Linked DNA regions of Drosophila melanogaster: region 1 is linked to region 2. A link is a contact called in public HiChIP or PLAC-seq data. All regions are on one chromosome and are shown on one strand. Each heading gives the region's core, a stretch centred on a gene start, on an enhancer-like site or on the middle of the called end of the contact. The rest is flanking DNA. Distances are from core to core; before and after follow the strand shown. Region 1 holds the start of CG31601. Region 2 holds the start of CG11629.

What was found. HiChIP or PLAC-seq counts read pairs in DNA pulled down with a chosen protein or histone mark.
Region 1: a contact with region 2 is called in a Psq HiChIP or PLAC-seq map of the Kc167 cell line, with 4 times the contacts expected there. The contact joins the promoter of CG31601 here to the promoter of CG11629 in region 2. A contact is called at or near these places in 44 of 107 Hi-C or Micro-C datasets (the D17-c3 cell line, the Kc167 cell line, the ML-DmBG3-c2 cell line and 19 more) and 2 of 6 datasets of contacts at active chromatin or transcription factors (both in the Kc167 cell line).

Annotation. Positions count from the first base shown.
Region 1 is chr2L:22,041,360-22,046,075 of dm6, reverse strand. CG31601 reads left to right here and starts at 2,199. Exons shown (of 8, transcript NM_165403.3): 1 at 2,199-2,320; 2 at 2,376-2,539; 3 at 2,610-2,729; 4 at 2,793-2,829; 5 at 2,883-2,974; 6 at 3,034-3,674; 7 at 3,729-3,969; 8 at 4,388-4,716. The coding sequence starts at 2,389.
Region 2 is chr2L:21,895,980-21,900,767 of dm6, reverse strand. CG11629 reads left to right here and starts at 2,479. Exons shown (of 1, transcript NM_136281.2): 1 at 2,479-4,102. The coding sequence starts at 2,507. The coding sequence ends at 3,898.

The DNA of each region.
Region 1 (4,716 bases), core at 950-3,449, 150 kb before region 2:
TATGTTTCTGTTAGTTTCGCGGGACTATTGGCTGGGTGGAAAGGGGCACCCACCCATACAGTCAAGTAATTTGTTGAAAATTAATGCTGTTGCTTCGAGCGGTTATTCCCAAAAGGGAATAGTCTGTGATGCCATGGTAATATAGAGATAACGTTTAAAAGTTTTTGAGGTATTTAAAGTGCAAATTTATTTGTTTTTACTAAGGCTTGCATAAGATACCCGTTACTCAGCTAGTACTATAGTACAAGCCGATAAAAATTTACAGGACTAAAAAAATGTGAAAAAATATCAACACATTTTTCAAAAGTGTGGGCGTGGCAACATGGGTCAACAAACTTGCGCTTCGTCTTTGTCTCTAGGATCTGTGTGCTCAACCTTCTAGCTTTTATAGTTCCTAAGATCTCGACGTTCATACGGACAGTCGGACAGACGGATATGGCCAGATCGATTCGGCTATTGATATATGTATATATAGACTTTATATAGTTGGAAACGATTCCTTCTTACTGTTACATACTTTTCAACGAATATATTAAACCCTTTTACGCTAGAGGTAATGGGTATATTTACTCGGCTCAAACTCAAACACACACGAATAACACACAACAATCACTTCCACATCAGTTCAGTACCACCATATATAATCGGGCATGTTCCGGTAATCGAGGTTGTTTCATTTTGACAAACAAAATAAGTCAGATGTTTAAGGAGAAACAAACAAAACACTCAAATAGCAAAACGATAGCAAAAATTTTGCAAAAACCAGAGCACCTAAAAACGAAATTGAAAGATTTTGCCCAAATCAAAATCTTTATCCAATATAATTTTAACCCTAAAAGTATACTTGGATTTTGATTAAGCTTTCTAAGTCGCTATCCTCTTTTCATGCCCAGCTTTAAATTAACCGATATTACATATGGGTTCGTATTAAGCTTTTCTTAACATTCTCCACTTAGCTCAGCTATAAATTATCTGACTTATCCCTTACATTCAATGGCGTTTTTGAAAGCTCACGGGTACGGACTTTCAAAATTTCTCGAGCGTTTAAGAATTTTTCTTGTCCCCATTCTTTTACCTCGTAATTGTGAAATAATTAATCACCTCTACCGGTTAAATTTTCATATTAGAGAACAACATAGTGGAAGCTGCGTGCAAACCATTTTCGGTTCATTTTGGGTGCTGATAAAAAGATAATTATTGTTTTTTGGGTGACAAAATTCATGTGGTCCTAAAATTTGGCATATCTTCTCGTTTAGGCACCCAGCTTATCCCAGTCTATCACAGATCAAAAGGGTATTCCGGACGAATTGATTGGTAGCTGTCGACAAATTAACGAACCCTAACATTCGTTGGTGGCCGAGAGGTGGTCACGTGTTCCAAAGTTGACCGCCTGAACTATGCCATCCCCCCATTTGAGCCGCAATTGATATCAACACGGGAACAACAAAAATTAGCATGAAGCCACCTGAATTTTTACTATCGTCGAAAGTTTGCCGAGATCAGGGCGTTTTCTTATTAAAAGTCGTCACATACATTTTTGTATATATTTGTATATATATATATATAAGTTCTGATCTGAGATTTCAAAGAAGTTATATTTGTAAAGTAAAATCAAAGAAAGTAAAGTACTAATGTAAAGTTAAAACAAAAGTAAAACACTTTAATAGTGAGGCAAAACTACAACTAAAAAAACTTTCTTTAAAAAAAATTGAAATATAATACGTTTTAATTAATGAAATTTTTAGCATATGAAGTAGGTAAATTTAAAGAGACACACTCAGAAAACCAAAAAAAAAATTTTTTTTAACCCTTATATACATATACAACCATATACAACCTATTAACATTATAATTATCTTTTTCACTTTATACCTTCTTATTTACCATTGTTATTATTAGCACTTGCGACCATCATTCCATATTAACCGTGATGACACTATTACAATTTGAATATTATTAGTTCAATAGTAAAGTACTTAAGCGAATTGATATATTTATTTGTCGAAATTTTAAGTCAGTGTAGAATAATGAAACAGTGAAGAAGACACAATTTAAACGTATGGCAATGGAATCAACATATCATTCGCTAAAGTATAAATATTACACAACACTAAATGGGCTTTTCATACCTGACAGATATATTTTCTTCGGTAACACCGATAGTTTCCTCGCTAACAATCATATTTGCATGGCAACTCTACAGTGCTGTCAAGCTTCATAAAGTTGCTCGGTTCTGCGCGTCAAAATTGGGCACATAGGATAATTTTTAATAGTTTATTGCTAAATTGCTTGGCCGAGCTAATGAGTACAGCTCTTGAAGGTGAGAAGATTTTTGGGAAAGAAGATTAAACCATTCTTATACATGGTTGTTTAAGTGCGGCAAATAAGATGTCACATTCTGATGGAAATGAAGAGAAAGTGACCTCGCTGACAAAAAGAAATCCGGGGAATTTATATTTTAACCTGGAAAATACACAACTTGAAGGAGATGATGAAAAAGCTTTTAGATATACAAAGCGCAACGGACATCACAGCATGGGTGACATAGTTGTATTCGGAATGCCTTCGTAATGATTTGTAATTTTTTAAATATTTGGTGCAAACCTTAGCCGCAGCTGCCTCGTCCGTGAGTCTTGGGATAACTGAGCCAACAGAGGCTTCGCAAGACATTACAAATTACTGGATGGAATATTGTGCAGCCAATGAAAATGCGAGGTCCCTTTGTTCGGGTGCGGATATATTAAAAAAAAAATCAATGAATAGCCTTCTTAAATATTACATATTAATTTCAGGTGATGTAACCAGCAGCAGTTTATCAAAAAACTTAAGGTCTGTTCATTCCGCCTTTCGAAAAGTCCCCTTAAAAACTTGATGTATTTTAGTGTTCGAAAAGCAGTCCCGCAATCATCTTCCCCACAATCCAATTTTGTTTACAAACCATTCGATTATACTCTTCATGGCTTAACGGATTTCGGTAAGAGATGTAATAAGTAACCTTTTTAACTCTGATTTTAAACTTGAATTCCCTAAAAGAATCCACTATGTCTTCTGCGCGAATGTCCAGTTCACAATCATCAGAATTATTTAGGAAAGAAAATTATAGATTCGAAAATAGTGCTACAGGCCTAGACGACGATTCCAATGACATATTATCCTCCACAATGAAAGACCCCCAGGATATTCTATCATTTTTCTCAGATGAGTGCGAAATTGACAATCTGGATAGCCTAAAAAAAAATAAGAATCCCCAAAACAGACCTGCGAAATTTACTATAACTGCTTATAAGGACATTGGTAAAGATAATTTGTCGGACTTTGAGGTGACCAACTTAATAGACGGAAGTCATAAAAATATATATATTGGTGCAACACAATACAAATTGAAAGCGCAGCAAAACCAAGTTCAACCTGTGGACAAGGGCTTTTGTGTAAAAGTATCCAAGGAGGGGAGCGATCAACAGCAAAAAAACAATATATTGGAACCTGGTGAATTATCCGAAGATGACACCTCCGAATCGCAGAAGGTTCGGTGTGATTACAAGACATCAGATATGGAAGATGGTGAAGTGTCCTGCGAAGATTTTGATGCCCCTCCTAATTTGATTAAAAAAAAGTCACTTTGCCAGTTTGATAATACTTCTTTTGAAAAGAAAAATGTATCGGTGGATAAGAAAGTAAGTAAGTTGGAGTCTTGTGAGCTATTTGAAGACACTTTTTCCACACCGCAGCATGATCCGGTGGAATCTGTTGATTTGGAAGATGGCGAACTTTTCGGTGAAGATAATGAGGTCTCAAGTAATACTATTAAAAAAGAGGATAACAGAATGCCCATTTGTCGCTATCACATACGTAACTGCTGCATTTGGGGCCAGAATTGTCGGTTTCGCCATCCAAATTTGAACAGGCTGGGCAAATATGTCATGTTTGAAAAAAAATGTCTGCCAGTGCCTACAGTGACTTTTCCGCCAGGTATGTTACACTTTGAAAGTGGTCATCAAAACTTGTGCAATTTTTTCTTAGTTTTTAGTTATGTTTTAGTTTTAGTTAAGGAATTTGAGAAAGTGTGAAAATGTAATACAGGTACATCTTTTAAGCTCTTGTGATTAACGACTTCACTTGATTTCCAATACTTTATATAATTAACATAAAACATATCATAAAAGTCATCATAAAAATGCCGTGTTAACAAAGGGATATTTTGTAAGCCCTTTCAGTGGATATTATAAATTGGCAACTTGCAACGCACAAAGGGAGTTGTATCCAACCCGACAAGGAAAAGCGAATTTTCATCTGTTTTTATTTTTTTTTTTTATGAAAACCTAACACAAATAGTAATATAAGTTACAAAGAAACTTATTTTTATCAATTTATTTTCCTTTTTAAATAGTGTGGTCAACATGCGTCTTACCAGCTAAGGATACCTACCCAATGGAAGTGATCGAGAAAATGTCGAGAATGCCTAAAAGCCTAGAAATATCGTTCGGCATGAACAACATGGACAACGATCCCTACTACACACAGAATGAGCCGGAGGTGAACAAGCGTGCTCCACTTCTTCCAACGCCGACCATCAGTGAACTATTAGCAGAGCAGAAACAATATCACAACTCATTGGCAGGGAATCGGCCTGTTCGCACCTCTAGATATTCTCGGAATTTGCGATCTACTCAGGCAAATGGAACGTCCTTCTTGACGTGCTTAGAGAAACGAGATCGT
Region 2 (4,788 bases), core at 1,230-3,729:
AAACCGATAAGATTTACATAAATACTAAATTCGTACATGGGTAAGTGATGCGACATTTTTTTACTTCTTACTTTTACCTCTTATATTATATTTTATATGATCAATAATCGAGTCGATCTAGCTATGTCCGTCTGTCCGTATGAGATGCAGCATACAAATTCTAGAGACAAAGACGCAGCGCAAGTTTTTTTACCCACGTTGCAACGCCCACTCAAACGCCCACAAATCCCACTGAACTGCCGTGCCCACACTTTTGAAGGACGTGTTGATATTTTTCACATTTCTATTTGTCTTGTAAATTTCTATCGATTTGCAAAAAAAAAAAACTTTTACCCACACTTTTGAACCAATTCTAAATTTTTTTCTCATTTTATTCCCAATTATCATTTATCAATATCTCAGAAAAATTAATCAATTTTGCGTTTGCATTCACACTAGGTAAATAACGGGTATCTGATAGTCGGGGAACTCGACTATAGTATTCTCTCTTGTTTTCTGCTTAATTAGGTAAATATACATACACATATTTTTCATATTTTCAAAATAACTGTTTCCTTATTTAACGTGGTGGTTTTCTCCAAGCTTTATTGGTGTATATTACAATGTGATAATATAGCATACATATAGCTTACAAGATTCTACTATCCTTGAATTGTAGGATGTTCTCAAAAACAAGGATAACATTTGAAATTTGAAAAAGACAAATAATAAAATGAAGCAGTTTCCACAGTGTGGGCGTGAACAGTATTTTTCCTCTGAACAAACTACTTTTTCACAGTCTCGCACTCGTGCCTCCAAAATATCCGAAATTTTAGGTCGAACATCTTGCAACGTTCTTGTGCTTATGGAAGTCTTATCTACTATCTACTGATCATCAAATGCGACCAATATTGTCGTTAACCAGCTAATACTCTCCAACTCCAATTGTGATACTATAATTATCTGTAAACGTAAATACGATTTCAGATTCCTTACCAACGGAATTTGCTGTGAACTTTCGTCGAACGTTGTTTTGAAATCCCAACCGACACAAGCTACTGGGGTTTTGTTTATTGTGCGTTGTTAGTATGTGTGTGAGTGGGGTGCTGCGGAAGTCGTGCGTCGACGCCTCTGCCGTTTACGCCGTCGAAGAAGAAGAAGTGCCGGTAATTCAGCACTTGCAGCGCTGTTTGCTGGTGTGTGTGCGTGTGTGGTTTGGGTTTGTTTGCGTTTTTGTTTCTCCCAATTGAACGCTCTCTCGTGCAGCGCTGTTTCCAATCAGAGGGGAAGAGAGAGAAAGAGAGAGAGAGAGAGAACAAAAGAGCGAAATTCCTATTAGTTTACTCTTTATTTCCCCTTTTGCAGAGACAGCTGCGGTTTCATTTCAGCCGTTCCTATTGCCCCGTTTTTCCCCTTATACAGCGTTTGCTCACCCCCGTCACTTTTCAGATCTGCTTTGCTTTCCCCTCTGTCAAGCAGCGGCGCACAACGCGGTCTCGCTCTCGCACCCAATAGAATTGGGCTAGATTAAGTTTTGTTTCTTTTCCCCCTTTTAGTTGTTTGGTTTTTTGAGTTTTCCTTGTTCTTGCCTTCGCGGAGGGTTAATTGTTGTTGGTGCCAAAGTGAAGCACAATGGTTGACGGGGAGGTGTATTGTCATTTACCGTCCAGCTTTTTTTTTGCAATCCTCAAGCTGACGGTTATTTCACAGTTCTCCCTTCTGCCTACCTTCACCTAGCTACACCAACATGTGTATACACGTATAATAGTTCGTCCCCAGGTGAGAATGCATCAATACACATCATATGTACATATGTATGTGTAACAAAATACAACATATGTACATATGTATTTTGATGCCTTATACAAATTATAAGGGATCTCGCATACGTATGTACATACATACCGAGAGTAAGTTTTCTCTATTTTTGACAGCTAATTTCAATTTGAGTAGCCCAGTTATGAGAACGATGAAGATCGTAACTGTGTAACTATGCAACATAAACCTGAATCGCAGACAGTTATCTGAATTAATCTGAACAGGCGGAAAGAAAGAAAGATATAAAACGGTCTGTTCATTAACAACATTTAACATTTAAAAGTAAACAATTTTAACGCAAAGCCCAATTGAAAAATAAGTAATATATAACTATTATAGTTCGTGACAGAAGAGTCGAATCGATTATGACTGGCATTTTTGTTTTGTAAATGTCTTTCAAATGTATCCACGTTGTCACAACCGTCGAGATTTCGTACTGGTTTTGCTGAAGACGACTATCCCGCGTTAGCCAGACTGCGTAGCGGATTTGTGGTATCTGCCAGGTGGATCAATTCCTGCCGACCACTTCTAGCACAGGAACATTACAAAAAGTTAAGCAGAGCTGGGATTAATCCGATTGAGTGGCTTGGACATATTGGACAAATACATATGTGCATTTTCTCACTTGAGACGCCCTTTACAAATTTCATATGACAGTTCTATTTTAGTTGGGGAAAATATATTTTGAACTAAAACAGTTATTGCGAGAATGCTCAGCCTGAGGAATGGAATCTTCGCGGGCAATCTTCTCGGCAGCGGCTTTTGCCTTCAGCGATTTGCGCCCTGTGCCTGTCGCTCTTCGCGAAAGCCTCCGGCGGGAAACTCCCCGAAGAACCCATACAAGCAGCTGAACAATGACTCGGTGGAGGAGAAACGCCTGTCGGTCCTGATGGAGCTGGGGTGTCGATGTCCGCAGAAGTCGCACAAGGAGCGTTGGTTCCTCACCAACCAGCGCATTATTTTGGCCCTGGCCACGACCCTGAATCGTCCGCCGGATTTGGTGTCAGACTTTTTGCACACACTGACCCTCCAGAACTTTTCAGAGATCCTTCATCCCGCCGAGACGGAGACCTTAAGCCCCTCTTGTAGAGTTCCCTTTGTGAACTGCGGTGCCTGTGAGAACTTTATGAGAATTTTCGATACTCATGGGAATGTAAGGAGCCGCCTTAGCCAGGACTCACTGCAGCTACTAATGAGCGCCGTGCAAACTGTTTTGAAGCAATCTCCACCCACTGAGCTCCGTGCATTTGATGCAGGCGTTAGCGGCCTACGAGGGACACTTAAAAGGGATTCCATAGCGCGTAGAGCTGGTATCGATCACGACTCAATCGCTCGTCAAAACGGCAGGAGGCGATTAAGAAACTCGGAAGCCAGGGCCTCAGAAAACAGAAGTCATCTCAACACCGGCCTGGAGCAACGCACAGCAGGAGATCCTGGATATGTTTTTGGATCCAGCCTTGAGTCCGCGGGCTTAGATGTCATGCACACGCCCGAAAAATGGGTTTTCACGGATTCTTTAGCTTTAGAGCGGACCAGGCGGCTCGCCAAATTGCTCATTCGCGTTAATGATAAGACTTATCTGACGCGCGATACTGAGAAACTAATAACTGCCATCAAAGACCTCAAATTGGACAGCAATGTCACAAATCCAAAAAAACAGCCGCCACGGCATAGCATCAAGGCCAATGTAAATTCCGATTCGTACTATGAAAGAGTCAAGGCTTCTGCTTCGAAAGCCGTGCTCAAGAGCCACTCGGCACGCGGCTCGAAGAAAAGGAAGAAGGCCAGCGATGTTGAGCCTGTTCCTAAGCGGACCACGAACCGAGTGTATTATGGCGATCCGCTCCCGGTGCTCCTGCACGAACCATTTAATCGTGAAAAGCCGTGGACGTGGTTGCGCCGACATCCCCAGCAGATGCGCATGGATGAAAAGGGTCAGGTGACACAGGGAAATATCCGTCGCTACCGGCGCCAAACCGTAGAGCAGATGATGCAGAAAGCTAAGGAGCGATCATCGGTGATCACTGTGATCTCAACAGGTGACGAAAACGATTCCGTGAATGCGCAGCCCATGTTTGGTCAGGAAACTTCCGGGAACTAAAACAAGGGCTCTCCCGACCGTGAATTTTTAAAATTCCTTGGTAACGAAAATACTCGAAATTCGCATGGCAAATATTCTGTATGCATGTCAGTGATCCATGAACATTTATAATTCAATAAGGATACTCCACATAACGTGCATAAATAAAAATGAAATACATTTTCCTATTGCAACTTGGAAATGTATTTAAATATGCTTAGATATACTTATAGCATTTCAATGTGTTTTTGAAGTGCAAGCTTCTGAAAGCCAAATAATCAAATGTACAAATTACTTGATGGTTAGATCGTAGTCCCTCTTCAGTTGCCGTCCCAAAATTTGATGTTAAAGCTTGCTTTTTCGATAGTTTACCGCCCTGCGGTGCGTCTATTAAATGTGCCATCCAATGGCATTGGAAATCTGCCTAATGTCACCGCGACTGTGCTGCTAAATCATTTTGATAATGTCACCCGAGGGGCAGAGGGCCCCTAAAGAAGTCGCCTGCCTTTTGGGCGCTACGAATATTATTTTTAGACCGCGCCGCCGCGGTCGCATCTTGGTATATTTCTGTGAGTTGAGTTTTATGACGTGTAGTAATTTGTTGGCTCGTTAAGTTTCTTTAAAGGGTGTGGGGGGTGGGGGAAGGAGATTCACCGCGGAGCAAGCCGTTCGCTGCGTATCAAAATGATCTTGCATTTCGCCTGGCTCTCTGGTCAATAAAATTCCAAAATTTTTTACGACCGGCGAAGGGAAATCCAACCGAAATGCTTTTATTGCACCAGAAACACTCAATAAAAGCGAATTATTAGTGTTGGATTGCTGCTCTTTGTTTTTGTGTGCTGGCGCGCCTTCCCAATCTATTCCATATTTTTGGCTTGCTTTTTAAGCTTTTGTTGCTTCTTTATCCCTTT